Linked DNA regions of Mus musculus: region 2 is linked to region 1. The links are chromatin contacts, called in public Hi-C maps. All regions are on one chromosome and are shown on one strand. The core of a region is the stretch at or near the end of the contact, and the rest is flanking DNA. Distances in the headings are between cores, read along the strand shown.

Region 1 (7,285 bases), core at 318-2,817:
GGTTAGGGGAGAGGGAAGGACCCGAATCTATTCCAGCGGCTGAGCTTTCTGTCATGGGTAGCCGAAGCAAGAAGATTTCACAGCCAAATAAACCCTTGGAGACTGCCCCTCAGGTCCCCTTTTGTGCCCCCCTTCCCCTGCTTCTGGGGATTCTGAGGGGCCCGTACAGCAGTCGCGCCAGGCTCAAAGAGGCGGGACGCTGCTGGCGCCGGTCCCGGCGACGGCCACAGCGTGGCAGCAGCGAGCTCCCTGTTCGGTCGCAATAAATAATCCGCCTGCGGCAGCCGCAGTCAGGCAGCCAGCGGCCCTAGGAGGCAAATGCGGCGCTTTATCTGCCCCTGCCCGGGGCGCATCCACAGAGCTGTCCGGCGGCAAACATTCCAAGCATCTACACGTCCTTCTTAATTGTCTGGCCTAGGCCGACATACTATCTTGAGATAGGAAAACAGCAGCAGCAACAACAACCAAAAACCAAATAAACAAAAAAGAACCATAGCCAGGGAACTCGCGACTGATGCTTGGGTAGCTCTGTCTCCCGGGGGCAAATCTAACCTGGTCAGACCCGCTTTCAGGCCCACCCACCATGACTGGTGCCACCGTGCCATGCAAAGCCATTGCTAGGCCCGCAGCTCTTAGTGCTGTCTCGCTGCTAGCTGTAGTCCTCTCGCTGGAAGCCGGGGAGGTGGAGGACCGTGGACACCAACCTGCCACTGTACTTAGGTGGCTTGGGACTGCGACCCTGCTATTGCCCAGACACCATTTTGCAACCTTCCCTCAGAAACCTCAGATGTGCTCCTTCCACCTGCGTCAACACAGCAGCCCCTGCACGGAAACATCACCCCCTCACCTTAGCACCCAATTAACTCGGTTCTCTCCTCCAACACAGAATTCCACACACGCATCTAGCCCCTCTTCCAGGGCTCGAGAAATCACTCTAACCAGAAAACCGGGCAAACGAAGCAGGCAACCATCGGAGAACTCTGAATTAGTAAGTTTTGTTTCTGTGTTTGCTTCCTTTCCTAGCCCCCACAGGAAAAAACAGTGTGCCGAAGCTAACAAAACGCCCGTGCTACTTTGCTCGCCTCTCCGTCCTCGTTCCCAGGTTGGGAACTACCTCTGGCTATTGGGGAAGTCAGTTGAATCAATTGGGTCACGAATGAAATAATCCCAAACCCCAGAGGCCAGTAGGGAACAGTAGAATGCCAAATGACTTCCTTTGGGGCTTCCCGAGGGTCACTGGGGAATGGAGGGGGGAGGGGGCGAAGACCCAAGCGGTGCTGCGCCGTGCCAAGGCGCTGTGCCACAGAGGGAAGGCTGATCCGCCTTGAGGGAGGAGGGAAAAGGAGTGATTGTAGGTGGTGGCGGTAGTGGGTGAGAATGAGTGACGTGTTTGGACTGTGGTGTATATTGGGGCTGAAAATGAAAGGACAGTACTGAAAGAGCGTGAAAAAGGCCCCTTTTCAAAGTCGTTCCTGGTGCCCTCTCTTACCACTGTAGTACCTCACCCACCTTTGCCCTGTCTCCTTCCCACAGGTCTCACCTTCAGACCGCGGCTCCCAGAAGCTTCTGCCTCTCTGACAGCTGTCGCTTCGGCAGCCCAAGAGACGAATTGTCCTCCTTCCTGGTGCCAGAGGACGCAGGAAATTAGCCAGGTTGCAAGTTGCAAAGCAGCGGCGGCTGCTCCAGGAACTGGACGCGCTCCACCTCCAGCGACAACGGCTGGCCTGGGCCTGGCAGCGGCTTCCCCTCGCTCGCCATCGCCGGACAAAGCGCAGCCCAGGCAGGCTGGCAAGGCAGAGCTCCGAAGCACGCAGGATGGAGCGGAGCAAAAGAATGCGGCTCTATTCTCGCAAGGGAAATTATAAAAAAGTTCATGTTCACGGTTCCTATCCACATGACCGACAGCGGCCAATGGAAGGGCCGAACAACTCATAAAGTTGTATTGCAAAGTTGTAAATTTTCATAAACAACAACGGATTTATGACCCTTTCCCCATCACTAAGAGGAGGCGGCTCTTACACAGACGCCATCTTACCACCGAGTCTGTCCCGATTTGGGGCTGCAGGTTTTTCAGACCCTTTTAGGTCCGATTTTATTTAAAAAAAAAAAAAAAAAAAAAAGTCCTAAGAAACTGGCCCAGCCTAGTCAGGGGATAAGAATGGAGACCTTCGCGGGCCCAGCTCAGGATGCTCTAAGCTACTTCCACCGCCTCTCGCCCCTGGTCTCTCACCGCTAGCCCCTTCCCCAGCCACAGTCCTTCCTCAGCAACAGGACTTGGACTTGGTTGCGCCGCAGGGTTTGAGGCCCATGTCGTCCAAGAATCCCTCAGCTGCAGTGTTGGACCCTGGGGCATCCTCACCCTTTCTGAAGGCTAAGTGGGGGTACTGCAGCAGGGACCCTGAATTCCATGTCTTTCCTACCCCTGGACTGTACTCAGGACGCATGTGGAATCCGGGATCAATTGGAGGGTAGGTAATACCCTTTTAGAGCTCAGTCTACACCTTTAGAGGAAAGTTGAATTTGGAATTCGTTCATGGAATTTATGAAAGTTTGAGAGGCCGTAGATAGAATATGTAGCATTAACAAATAGTCTTTTTTCAATGGATCTAAATAGATATTGGTGCACATACAATAGCCAGACAAAAACCATCTACAAAGAGGAAGGCATATATACAATTATAGTCACAGAAAAACACAGAAACCCACACACACAATTATAGACATGAGAAATGTTGATGCACACGCATGTGTGTGGGAATGCATACAATTATAACTATAAGCAAGCACACAGAGAAATAGAAATGTGCTTAAGTACACATAAAAACATGTGAAAAGAGACATGATACATTTGTCCATGAATAGCTAAAATTTGGACTCAGGGACAGTGGCTCTGCATTTGTTTCCCGTGTCTCTTTGGCCTACAGCCAGGGCTGGTCCTTCAGCTATGGCCACTTCCCCTTGCACAAGACCCTCTGGATAAAGCAGTCCGTGTTTCTTTGTCACCAAGCATCTTTATTGTTACATAAAACACAGGTAGCTGGGCTGGGAAGCGTGCCTTCTCTGAACCCCAGGCTGGGGGGTGGGACGGGACATGAGGAGACAAGGGAGATGATGGCCCCGGTGGGTGCTGGACTTCCCCCACCCACTACAGAATTAGTTCAATACAACACACCATGCTACAAAGTCACCCCATTAAAACATCCTTCCAAAGTCAAGACATTCCTTTACAAATGAGCTCCAAGATTATAGAAATGACAACAACACAAAAAAAATCTGGTTCAAATATACAGTATTTGTCCTTGTAGGAAAAGTCAGGGTATACATATTTGACATGGCTGAACAGTAGGACACAAAAGCAAGGGGGAGAGGACAGTGAGTCTGGGAACATCTCCTTAGTCCCACAAAAACAAAACCCAGAGCTATTCCAGAGGATGGCAGCCAGCTCGGGAATGCTCCCCTCCTGAAGTAGGGTTAATGGCCCTGACCTTGTGTCAAAGCCAGAGAAAGAGGGATTCTAGGTTACAGCACTTGGTATGCTTTGGAATAAATATATTATTTTTCAATTTAAATAGAAGCCAATACCCTGGTCCCTGAACCTCATTGCCTTGTCAGTGAAGCCTTGGTGACCCCAAAGACTATCAGTTAGAAGCATCAAGGTCCAGCCTGGGAGGGATGGGCACCGAGAAGCAGGTGAGCTAGCCAGCACACAATAGGTAGTTTAGGGCTAGTAGTAGGTAGTATTGATCATGGTTTGCAGGTATTGGCCGGGTGTGTGATGGGGGTGGGGCAGGTGCTGGGTGTCTGCCAGTGTTGGGACATGAAGGAGGCTTCTTAGGAATGGTGGCCCACTGGGGCTGGGCCCATAGGTAGTTTGGGAGTGCCTCTCAAAGAGGCCTGTGCTAGGTAGTATTTTGGCTGTGCCTGCGCACAACACTGGCCCAGGGTTGTGGGTATCTACTGGGTTCCTCAGAGGCAGAGAGGGTCCCCAAGGTGACCTAATTTCCCTGGGAGCTAAAGTGGGTGATTGAATGGAATGAGGGTAGGAACTGATTCCCTCTTTTTTTCTTTCCCTTTCTTTTTTCTCTTTCTTTTTTCTTTCTTTCTTTCTTTTTTTTTTTTACACTTTATTTCCCCCCATTTTTGTAACTAAAATCAATGAGTCTCTTAAAGACGCTTTTCCAACTGTCCTGTGCAGCCAGGGTCCTGTGCCTGGCCCTTTACTCCTCTTCCTCCTCTTCTTCCTCCTCTTCCTCCTCTTCCTCCTCGTCCGCCTTGTCAGCAGCTGTGGAAACGGAGGGCACCGCGTCTTCCGGGGCTGCAGTGGGAGCCTGGCTCTCATCTTTATGCTCTTTCTTCCACTTCATGCGCCGATTCTGGAACCAGATCTTGATCTGGCGCTCAGTGAGGCAGAGCGCGTGAGCGATCTCGATGCGGCGGCGCCGCGTCAGGTAGCGGTTGAAATGGAATTCCTTCTCCAGTTCCAGCGTCTGGTAGCGCGTGTAGGTCTGGCGTCCCCGCTTCCTGTCGGGTCCTAGGAACAGAAATTTGGACATATAGATAGACAAAACAGACAAGCAGACTAGGATGTGGACAGAAGAGTGCTTTAGTCAGGCCAGCAGCCCAAGAACCTGCACCTTCCACCTTGCCCAAATCCAGGTGCAACCCTCATCACCCTCAATTGAGCTGGGGGAGGGAAATTGTGAGCGGAAGGCCCCAGGGCCAGACAAGCAAGAACATCTGTGAGAAGCCTTAGGGCAGAATTCCAACTTTACAACTGGCCTTTCCAGCCGGCTACGTTTCCACAATGTCCTGCTTCCCCCTGACAAAGGGAAATTGTCAATATAGAGTGTGGCAAGTGGGGGACTCTGCGCTTTTGCCATTCAAAGGCGAGCCTGGCTGCTCCCCAGCCTTGCTAGTGGGCGACCCTCATCAGCAGCCCCATCCACAAGACCTTCCTGTGACTTTCCCACCCTCTGTCCCATTGGCTTCAGCCCCGTTCTGGAAATGGCCTCTGGTACAGTGATGAGTGAGGGATCCCGGAGGTCTCAATTCTCCTTGCCTTTGAGAAAGAAAGCCAGGCCGAAAGAAGGGAAGGAGGGGAGAGAGAGCTGGAGTCAAGAAAGAGATAGAGGACAGAAAAGAGGGGGATAGAAAGAAAGACTGAGGGAGAGAAAAAGAGAGGGAAGGGAAGAAGGGGGAGAGGGGGGGGAGAAAGAGAGAGAATATGAGAATGAGAATAGCGGAGAAACTTATTGTAAAAATTCCAAGGCAAATGGAGTTAAATAAATTTACGAGGATCGAACCCATTAATTGGGCCATAAAAAGTTTTATGAGCCTCATTTACATACAATGCTACGGGTCTCTCCACGCTATGGCGCCTCAGCTCTAATTAAAACCAGAAAGGCAGCGCCACGGGGACTTGCGGGGCCGCCGGCTGGAAGCCGCCGGGCTGGGCTCTCTCAGCCCCCCGCGCCCTGCTCCCGCCCCTCCGCTCCTCCCGCTCGCCGACCCCGCCGACCACTGAGCCTACCTGAACTGCGCATCCAGGGGTAGATGCGGAAACTGGCTTCGGCCGGGCCGTGAAGCACGCCCTCGTCCGCCTTGTCGCAGGCGCCTTTGGCGAGGTCACTGCAGAGCCCGGGGATGTTTTGGTCGTAGGAGGCGCAGGGCAGGTTGTAGGCGTCGGCTCCCAGGCCATAGCCGGACGCGAAGGGGCTCTGATAGAGGGGGCTGTTGACATTGTATAAGCCCGGCACAGTGGAGGCGAAGGCGCCGGCGCCCGGCCCGTAGCCGCTTCTCTGCGAGTTGGGTGCAAAGGAGCAAGAAGTCGGCTCGGCATTTTGGAAGAGAGAAGCCCCCGCCGTATATTTGCTAAAAAGCGCGTTCACATAATACGAAGAACTCATAATTTTGACCTGTGATTTGTTGTCCGGCAGCTTTCAGTGTCGGTTTTACGAGGTAGCGTGATATATGATAACATTACACCCCCAGATTTACACCAAACCCCATTTTCTTTTGGACGGAGCTCGCCGCGGCACGTGACCGCCCACATGACCGCCTCCGCCAATCTCAGCAGCCCTCACAGGTGGTCCCGCGCCACGGGCCGCCTGCCTCCTAGAATGGAAGGGGAAGAGGCTCACAGACGCGGCCTGCCTGCACCGGGCTGCCAGGGCGCCCGACGCAATCAGACCCCTAGGCTCCGCCAGAGCCCCGTCCCAGCCGCCGAAGCCTGGAGGCAGGGATCTCGCCCCCTCCCCCGACAACCTCATACCTATTCCTGAACCCCAGATCCACTGTGTGGATTCCCCCTGTTCGGGCCCTCTCTGAGGGTCCAAGACCCAGGGTCTCTGTAACCTGTCCGCCCAAAGATGGTCTAGAGAGGGAAATCCACTCTTTGCCCACCTCTCTCTATAAGCAGGGAAACCTTTAAGACCTGATTTGATGCTCCAGCGCCAACACCGCAGGCGCGGTGTCTCCTCTAGCCGAGCGGAGAGACCGCTGCCACAAACTGGAACCATGTGGTTCGAATAAAGTCAACGTCTCTCAGCTTCCTTTCTTTAATCGGCGGCGCACTGTTTATCTGCCCTAAAGGAAGCAGTGAAATATTTATCTATTAATGAGCCTCATTTGCCAACAGATATACTAACATGGGATTCCTTTTCTCCTCCCGGACACTGCGGCCCTGGCAGTTTCTCTGCATTTGCTCCTGGGCACCTGGCTGGCTGGCAGCAACTCCAGAGATAGCTCAACACCCGCTTTGTCCTTGCCACAACCCCTAGTTACCCCCTAGATGACAAAAAACTGGGGTATCCTCATTCAGTTTGGGAGAAACTCGGCTCCACAAATTTTAAAACACATCCGTCATACACTCCTGGCGGCTCTCAGGCAAGCAAGCCTTCCACCCTGTGGGCCGGTAACAGTTTTAGAGCTGGATTAGAGACAGGAGAGGTAATCTCAGGACCTGGGTGCTGTAGCTCATTGTGGAACCCCAGTTCTTTAGGAGACAATAAAAGCGAATAAGGGAGCCCTTTCTAGGGGCCACCCAGATCCCGCGGCTTCACCTTTCTAAGCACTGTGTGCTTGCTAAGCACAGCCTCGTTCTCTCCCAAATAGTAGCCCACCCTGGGGGCTTACCTTGCTGGGCTTCAGACCCCCTCCCCCTGCAATGATAGGTCGGGTGAAGGCTCTGCTGCCCAACGCTCTCTGGAGGATATTTGGGTGAACCCTTCCCCTAAACGCCTCATAAACTGCTCAGGCCATGCTGGAAGACTGGCGACCTTTTACT
Region 2 (7,628 bases), core at 877-3,376, about 31 Mb after region 1:
ATGAAAAGAAGCTGGTGGTGGCACATACCTTTATTCCCAGAACTTAGGCGGCAGAGACAGATCTCTGAGTTTGAGGCCAGCCTGGTCTATAGAGTGAGCTCCAGGACAGCCAGGGCTACACAGAGAAACCCTGATTGGAAAAACCAACCAGAGAAAACATTGTGAAAAGACGCAACTCTGCTTTTGTCGGCACAAACACAGCTTTGTAGGTGGCATGGGAGGCTGCTTGGGTGGAGGGTATGAGGTCTAGCTTCCACTAGTTTCTTCCGCTTCTGTTTTTCTATACTAGATGTAGGGCATACTTTGAGAAAGCCAGAGATGAGATAAATGCAGATGGCTCAGGTAAGGTGGTCAATGGGGGAGGGGGCTGTGGGGGCTGCTGAGAAGTCCTACTGCCCTCCAGAGGGCAGGCTAGGAGGGGACCAGTACAAGGCTGGCCACTTTGCCTAGGTCTCAGATGGGTTCCAGTTCTCTGGTTTCCTTAACTATGCAAAGTGCTGGTGCTTTCTCAGCTCCCTCTTTTCTTCTCTCCCATCCTGTCCTCATTCTCTCCTTCCTTCCCTCCCTCTTCTCTCTTCCATACAACCAGCAGGCACTGACAGTCCACACTGTCCCCTCTGCCGGCCAATTACACACCATGGAAGCCATACCCCACCCCCACCCCCGCTCCTTTCTTTGCGAATAGGGCCCAGCAGGCATCCTCTCTTACCGCTGTTCTTTCCTTTTCCAGCACTACAAGAATCAGTGAGAATCGCCAAGTCACATCTACCACCTCTCCCAAAATCTCCAACCGTTTTCACACACACACACACACACACACACACACACACCACAGACCAAGGCACTGACTGACTCCCCACACCCAACACCTGTTCAACCTCAGAGACAGAGACCCCACAAGCCTACCCTTGGTGGTCACAGACACCCGCTACCAGATCTTGGGATCTCCTGAAGTACTTTGGCTTGGACTCACACCAAGCATTTGGCTCACCCCTAGTACCTAGTTTATTCCAAATCTGCAAGTGGAAGAAAGGAAGAAGAGTCTGAAGGATCGGGATACTGGCCTTTAAAGGAGCCATAGACCCTCGGTTACACACACCATCCTTCTCAATCTTTCCCCCAAACCTCTTTTTAAAGCTGAGTCAAATACAATGAGACTGTTCCCCACACTTCCTGACACTGTCTAAACAGAAGCGGGACTCTGCAGAACGTGTAGCCAAGAGGACACAGGCTCCTGTCCAGAGATCCGTCTGGAGCAGGCACTGAACAAGGGGCTGCTCCAGGACAGAAGCGCGAGAAAAAAAAAAAGCCCGTGCTCAGTCTCATTCTCTAGGTGTCAGTCCCAGGAGTGACAACCTCAGAGCTGCGGGAGAGCCCAGCGTTTGCTCTTGGCAGTACAACCTGGCGGTCTGCCGGTCCAGCTCCGCACCTCACCCTGGCTGGGGACAGCATCCGCCTCCCGGGCTTGTCTGGCGAAACTCGCGGGATCCCCACAATAAGTGGCTGTTCTGTGTGCCTGAGTGTGAGTGCCTTGGTTGGGGGACGCGTGCCCTGAACCCCAGACCTACACCCCACTCTCTACCGTCGCCCCCACCGCACCAAGTTCCGGAGCCCAGCAAACCTCCTCTTTTCTGCCGGGTCGAGTCAGGGTCGCCTCCTCGAGCTCTGAGTTTTCCATCAAGCGGAGCCAGACTGAAAGCTAGGTGCATTTCCCTGGAGATATAGGGAACAGAGGGAAGAGGGCGAGAGGGACCAATGGGTAGGGAGTAATAAAGTTTATGAGAGGGTGTGGGGCGGTCTTCTGTACCACGGGGCTGTCCAGTCTCCCATTGCCAGGCTCTAAACACCGCCCCACGCGAGGAGGCGCGAAGACACCATCCCCTCCCCCTTCTCCACATATCTCTTTTCCTCCTATCCCTCCTCCTTCTCCTCTTTCCCTCCCCTTGTCTCTCTTCCCCTCACTCCCTCCTCCTTTTTTCCTCCCCCTGAACGAACTCCCGTTGCGCTGCGCCTACTGGATCCACCCAGAGTCCTGGAACCCCAGCTCGCGCCCAATCGCCGACGGGGGCGGGGCCTGTAGGGGGCGGGGCAGATGGAGGAAGGGGTGGGGAGGGGCAGGGAGGGACCTGCTACCCTGAGCTAGGACTAGCGGCTGCTGTGGCCCAAGCAGCAGTGGCGGCGGGCATGGGCGATGGGGGCGCGGAGCGGGACCGCGGCCCCAAGCGCCGGGAGGAGCCTGGTGGCCGCAGCGGGCGTCACGGAGAGCACCGCGGAGCGGAAGATTTGCGTGCTGACACAGGTAGCGCGAGTCCGAGGGAGATTGCTGGGACCTCCGCCTCCAGCCCTGCGGGCTCCAGGGAGAGCGGAGGGGACAGCGACGGACAGCAGGCGCTCGGTGAGACAGACCACTGCCGCCGCATCCTGGTACGAGGTAAGGGGACAGCCGCAGCTCTGATTCCCTGGGCCACCAAGCTGCCTTTCCTGGGGCCTCCGACATCCCTACAACGTCCATCTCTCAGATCATACAGTGGTTCATTCATTTGGTAGTTCATCCTGTAAATACTCCGAGTGCCTATTGTGTGCGGGACACTGAGCTGAACGCGGGGGACAAAGCAGGGGGCTGGACCTTGTTTCGTCCTGCTGGACCGGTGCTCTCTCTCTCTCTCTCTCTCTCTCTCTCTCTCTCTCTCTTTCTCTCTCTCTAGGCCCATCCGGGCTGGTTGGTGTAGTAAGGACACGAATCAGTTGGAGAAGCCCGACACCGAGAGCCAGGGCCTCCGCGCCGGGGTCCCCGGAGCAAGGGCGGAGAAAGTCACGCGCGCGCTGTAGGGACAGGATTGGGAGGGACCCGAGTGGGCAGCTGCTGAGGAAGGCTGGGCCACGCAGGCAGTCGGATGCGTCCCCGCTTCAACCCAGCCTTATTTCCCAGCACCTAGCCTTGCGTGGGTTGAGGCTTAGAGATGGCTGGGTGGGCGGTAGGGTAGCCTGACCTGCCGCGGCTCCGCTGCTCCAGTTTTCCCACTCGCTTGGATACCGCCGGCTCCGGCGCTCCTCCGCCTGGCCTGGCCGCCTGGCCTGGCCGACGCTTTCTTCCTCGGCTCCACCCGCCCTCACCCGAAGTCGGAGCCCCTTCACCCATCCCCCTTCAACCCCCGCAGCAAACTTGCTTTCCCGGCACTCTCCTGCCATCGCTCATCCAGATCCAAACCTCCAATGCCAGTATCCTGGGTCTGGGCCTCTCCCAGGTAGACACTTGGAGAAAGAAGTCTCGGGTCCTGCGGTCAACTGGATCCTAGGCCTGAGGCCTGTTGTTTTTCCGCCATCCTGGGGTTTCGGACTCACTCACTTGGCTTCCCCCAGCTGCCTCCCACAGGCCTCAGGAGGCCTGTAGCCAACTTTCTTTTACGGAGGGAAACCTAGGTTTCTGTCACCCAAGTCAATATCTTAGAGCAGGTGGAGTACAACTTTCCTGACCCCCACCACCACTGTCACCATGTGAGTGGCCCTGGGGATCTGAGAGCCAGCTAGGGCAGGGCATGGAGGTACAGGAAGCTCTCTTAAATTAAGACGCTGCCAGGGACCCTGAATAAAGAAACACTCCTGGGAATAGGTGTGGTCATTGGAAGGCTGGGTGGCTACTGCCATTCTAGGGACCCGCTTGATGGTGTAAGACAGTTACACCACCAGGAATCCCCGCAGGTGTGAGGACTTGTAGGTTACCTGGGGTTAATATGAATTCCCTTTTGTCATCTGAGGGGTTCTAAGGACAAGGAGCGACCACCAGTTGAGTTTCGTTGAGGGAATCTGCAAGCCTTCCAGAAATGAAGACACAGCCTAAGCTCTTAGGCTAAGGACCTTGCCAGTGCTATGCATTAAGAATAGGCGTCTCCCCTGGTCAGGATGACTGAGTTATGCGCCCAAACACCATCTTCCTCCATTCTACCAACCTTTATGTAGATCAAATAAATCTTGCTCGTGGGCATCAGTGGGACTGTCTCTGGTGCAGACTTGCAGAGGTGGGAGTAAAATGTGGCCCTCTGTCCTCTGGGATAGAGCCATTTAAGTCAAGTAGAGACGCGCATGCCGGGTACCTCTTCAGGGGTATACTTTTATAATGTACCCACACAAGGTAATTCCTTTACATTTGTAAAATATAATGGAAATATTAAATACAAGTACAGTTATCCACTGGACTGAAATAAAAAGCAAATGCAGAAACGTAAATCCCTCTGCCCCTCCCCCATTTAATGACAAGGCTGTCATTACAGGCCTGAAATGCCGGGGACGTCATTTACTGCTAATCCCTCCTAGGCAGGGTCACCCGTGTCAGTCACTGCTCGAAGCCCCACCACAGCTGAGGGTAGAGGCTTCCATGAGAAAAGCCAACCCAACACTGGGGAAGGCAAGCCCCCATTGTCCAAAATTAAGAGCCCTCCTTAGTACATTTTACCCTTGTCCTCTGGTCCTCTGAGTACGTAGCCCCCTCAATTCTTCTAAGGTGCAAAGGAGAGCTTATGTGGGCATAAGAAATGACCCCACCCTCTCCACTTCTTTTCACCCTCCTTCCCACGCCCGGGTGTGGCATTGGTTGAGAGAGGTTTTTAGCACTGGAAAGGCCAAGGGCAGCTGGAGGCTGAGGTGAGCGGAACTGCTGTCTCACCTCCTGCCTCCAGGATTCCCTCCTCTTCAGGAAGCTGCCTGAGGATCCAGGGTGCTGTCACAGAAAACAGTCTGCAGGCTCTCCGTAAATATTTGTGGAAGGAAGGAGTGGGGTAGCACTGGAGTGACCTGCAGATTCTGTCTACTGGTGTGATGTGTTAGTCAGAAATCTCTCTTAACTACCCCCCAACACACACACACACACACACACACACACACACACACACACATCGTGGCCCCAGAGAATGAGCTGCTGTGCAAAGCCAGCAGTTTAGAGGTAAAGGAGAGTCAGACCATCTGCTTGGCCAACGTCTCAGATTTCCTCTGAGAATACAAAGCTGGTAGCCCCTGGTCTGCTCACCCTGCCTTCAAAATGGAAGCGTTGTCTCCAGCCGCTGGCATAAATACTGTGCCACCAAGATGACTTCCACAGTGAGGCTTCCTCCAGGAAGCCACAGTCTCTAAGGCATCCCTTGTGCCCGTCCCTTGGTCAAGATCCTGTAGTGTGGGAAGAACCTTTTGTTTTGTCTTGGAAGGGGATCACCAATGCGATCAACAAGGCGACAACAGAAGGAATGGGGCCTCCAACTCTGCTCTCACCCTGCAGTGGGCCAAGCCTACACTGACTCTTTTAGTGGAGCGGGATTGGTACCAGAAGAGGGAAAAGTGTAGTTCACAGATCCCTGCAATTGGTAATCCAAGCCTGCCACCGCCACCACCTTTGCCTCGGACCCTGGTGCTTTCCGTAGCAACCCGGAAGAGAATTCAACTGATTTTGATAGATCTGCGAAGGCGCCACAGTTTTAAGGTCAATGCCAAGAGGCACCAATAATCTTCTCTGTCAGGAGTGCCCCTTGAAGCCTGCTGCCCCCTCGGCAGGTCTCCAAACAAAACGCCCCGTTTCTAGCCTACCATAGCCTTTGCCTCTGAATGGCAGATCCTTCTGAGAAGCACCGGTCATCCACCCGGATAGTCATCCGCTCGGCTAAAAAACGCCCTGGAGCAGAAGCTGGACGCATGCGCTCGGTACTCAGAGGTCCACGGGGGTCCCCGAGAAGACCGAACCTTGAACTTGAAATAGCTTAAACTGTGAGCACGACTTGGCCGTTCAAAACCTTCAGCCAGCCGTGACAGAGAACCCAGGAGAATGGTCACTTGGAGTTGGCCCCTGAGCCTGGAAGACCTCCAGGCTTCAAGCCTGGTCCTGCTGAGCAGGCGCTGTGCAGCAAACCCCAGGCAGCGTTGGACTGCAGAGAGCTGGGCAAAGCCCCAACCAATCCCGGGCCTCTGAGGAGGCCTCCATATCTCACTCTGTGGATACATTCGGAAACCTTGCCCCGCATACGCTCGAAACATATGTATGTTGTGGGCTGTAGAACCGTTTAGAAAATCGCGCTTTCGGAAAATTTGAAGTTTAATTCTTAAGATTTTTAGTATTTGCGAGGAGTCCTTTTAACTTTTTTCAGTGGTGTTTCGTTTTATATTTTCACTATTATTTCGATTGTGGGTGGCCGGAGACCCGCATTCTCACCGCTGGTTTGTGCTGCCCTTGATTTGAGTCTGTATTCCCCCCTCTATGTTCTAACCACCCTCTCACCCCACAGGAAACTGAAGCAGGTGGCAGAACGTGGCATTGTTACCTCTTTTCCGCCCAAGACTCATTTTCAGAAAACTGTGGGGGCGAGTTAAATGGCTCTCTTCTCTCGAGCTTTCTTCTCCATAGTCGCGGTGGATTCCCACATCCAAGGGACCCAACGACTGGGTGCTGAGGACAAATCTTTGGAATGCTGGAACTGAGAGTATGGATCGAGATGCAGGCGGGCTCCGCCTCCAAACTCATCTTCACGATGAGGCTTGAGAAAGGTTATCCATGCATCCCATAGGCCTAGACGCCATGGCTCGACTGTCTCTGCCTCCGGTTCCTCTCCTGGTTGGATACATTTCTCCCATTCCATTTTAATCGGGGGCGACAGGGGGAGCCTGTGGGGTGTTTTGTTTTGTTTTGGTTTTGTCCTTCTTTTTCCGGTTTGTTTAATTTGAGACAAACTGAGAGAACCTGGTTCTCCTGAGACCCGGAGACTGTGAAGGCCCCTGTTCTGCACGCAGGTCGGAGGAAAGACGCGGAGGCCAGCAAACTCTTCCCCCGAGACCCAGGGTAGCCTAAGAGCGGGGCTCTTCCTCCCTGAATCTGGAATGGCGGTTAAGGCTCTTCCACCTCCTGCAGACGCCTGCAGCGGTCTGGACACTGCGTAGAGGGGCCAGCGATCCTGGGACGGATACGGCCTTCCTGGTCAAGGATGAACGCAATCAAGTCCAGGCCTCAAGACTGTGAACTGAAGCCGGGTGTCAGCCTGAAGAGGCACTGCCCTAGCAAACCCTTTGCTCTCTGAGCTATGCCCTCCTTTCTTCTTGACTCTGTCCACAGACACCAATGTGTACCCCTGTGTACCTGCATGATTGAGCCTACGATATATCTTAGCCTGGAGATTTGCTGTCTCCTAAGACTCATGGCTGCAAAACTGACCCGCACTGGACTCCTGGATCGTGCGGCGATCCAGCGTGAGGATCGATCGAGCGTCAGGAGAGCAGGGGGTCAGATTTCTGAATTTTTTTATTTTATTTTATTTTATTTTATTTTATTTTATTTTATTTTATTTTTTGAGTGCCCGTAGAAACCGAGTAGGAGAGGTGGACACCGTGTCTGCTAAGTCCATGCCATTTTTCCGTTCCCAGCCCACAACAGGCAATCAAACATTTGCCAAATAAATGAAAAATGTCCATTTGTTACTTTTACCTATTTTCTAGGCATGAGACGGTTAATGACCACTCCCAAACAAATGTTCTGAAATTCCTTTTTTTTTTTTTTTTTTTTTTTTGCGTTACACATTCATGTGGACAGGAGAAGCATGTAGCTTAACTGTTAAACTATGAGATTGACAGCATCTTATTTTTAAATTTTCTAACTTTGA

Evidence for each region. A called contact is a pair of places that touch in the nucleus more often than the background predicts.
Region 2: a contact with region 1 is called in a Hi-C map of embryonic stem cells, with 17 times the contacts expected there. The contact joins the promoter of Vax2 here to the promoter of Hoxa3 in region 1. A contact is called at or near these places in 6 of 39 promoter capture datasets (cranial neural crest, embryonic stem cells, frontonasal cranial neural crest and 2 more) and 1 of 484 Hi-C or Micro-C datasets (embryonic stem cells).

Annotation. Positions count from the first base shown.
Region 1 is chr6:52,211,500-52,218,784 of GRCm38.p6, forward strand. Hoxa3 (homeobox A3) reads right to left here and starts at 1,568. Exons shown (of 5, transcript NM_010452.3): 1 at 1,541-1,568. Hoxaas3 (Hoxa cluster antisense RNA 3) reads left to right here. Exons shown (of 3, transcript NR_015611.2): 2 at 887-988; 3 at 1,534-2,098. It overlaps Hoxa7 (homeobox A7), which reads right to left and starts at 7,074. Exons shown (of 2, transcript NM_010455.2): 1 at 5,531-7,074; 2 at 4,124-4,531. The coding sequence starts at 5,906. The coding sequence ends at 4,218. It overlaps Mira (mistral long non-coding RNA), which reads right to left and starts at 3,789. Exons shown (of 1, transcript NR_045199.1): 1 at 2,992-3,789.
Region 2 is chr6:83,709,113-83,716,740 of GRCm38.p6, forward strand. It overlaps Vax2 (ventral anterior homeobox 2), which reads left to right and starts at 2,127. Exons shown (of 3, transcript NM_011912.4): 1 at 2,127-2,431. The coding sequence starts at 2,185. It overlaps Vax2os (ventral anterior homeobox 2, opposite strand), which reads right to left and starts at 3,089. Exons shown (of 6, transcript NR_002871.2): 1 at 2,991-3,089; 2 at 1,622-1,713. It overlaps Gm32943 (a long non-coding RNA gene), which reads right to left and starts at 5,662. Exons shown (of 4, transcript XR_003956456.1): 1 at 5,572-5,662; 2 at 4,661-5,157; 3 at 3,948-4,136; 4 at 3,686-3,812.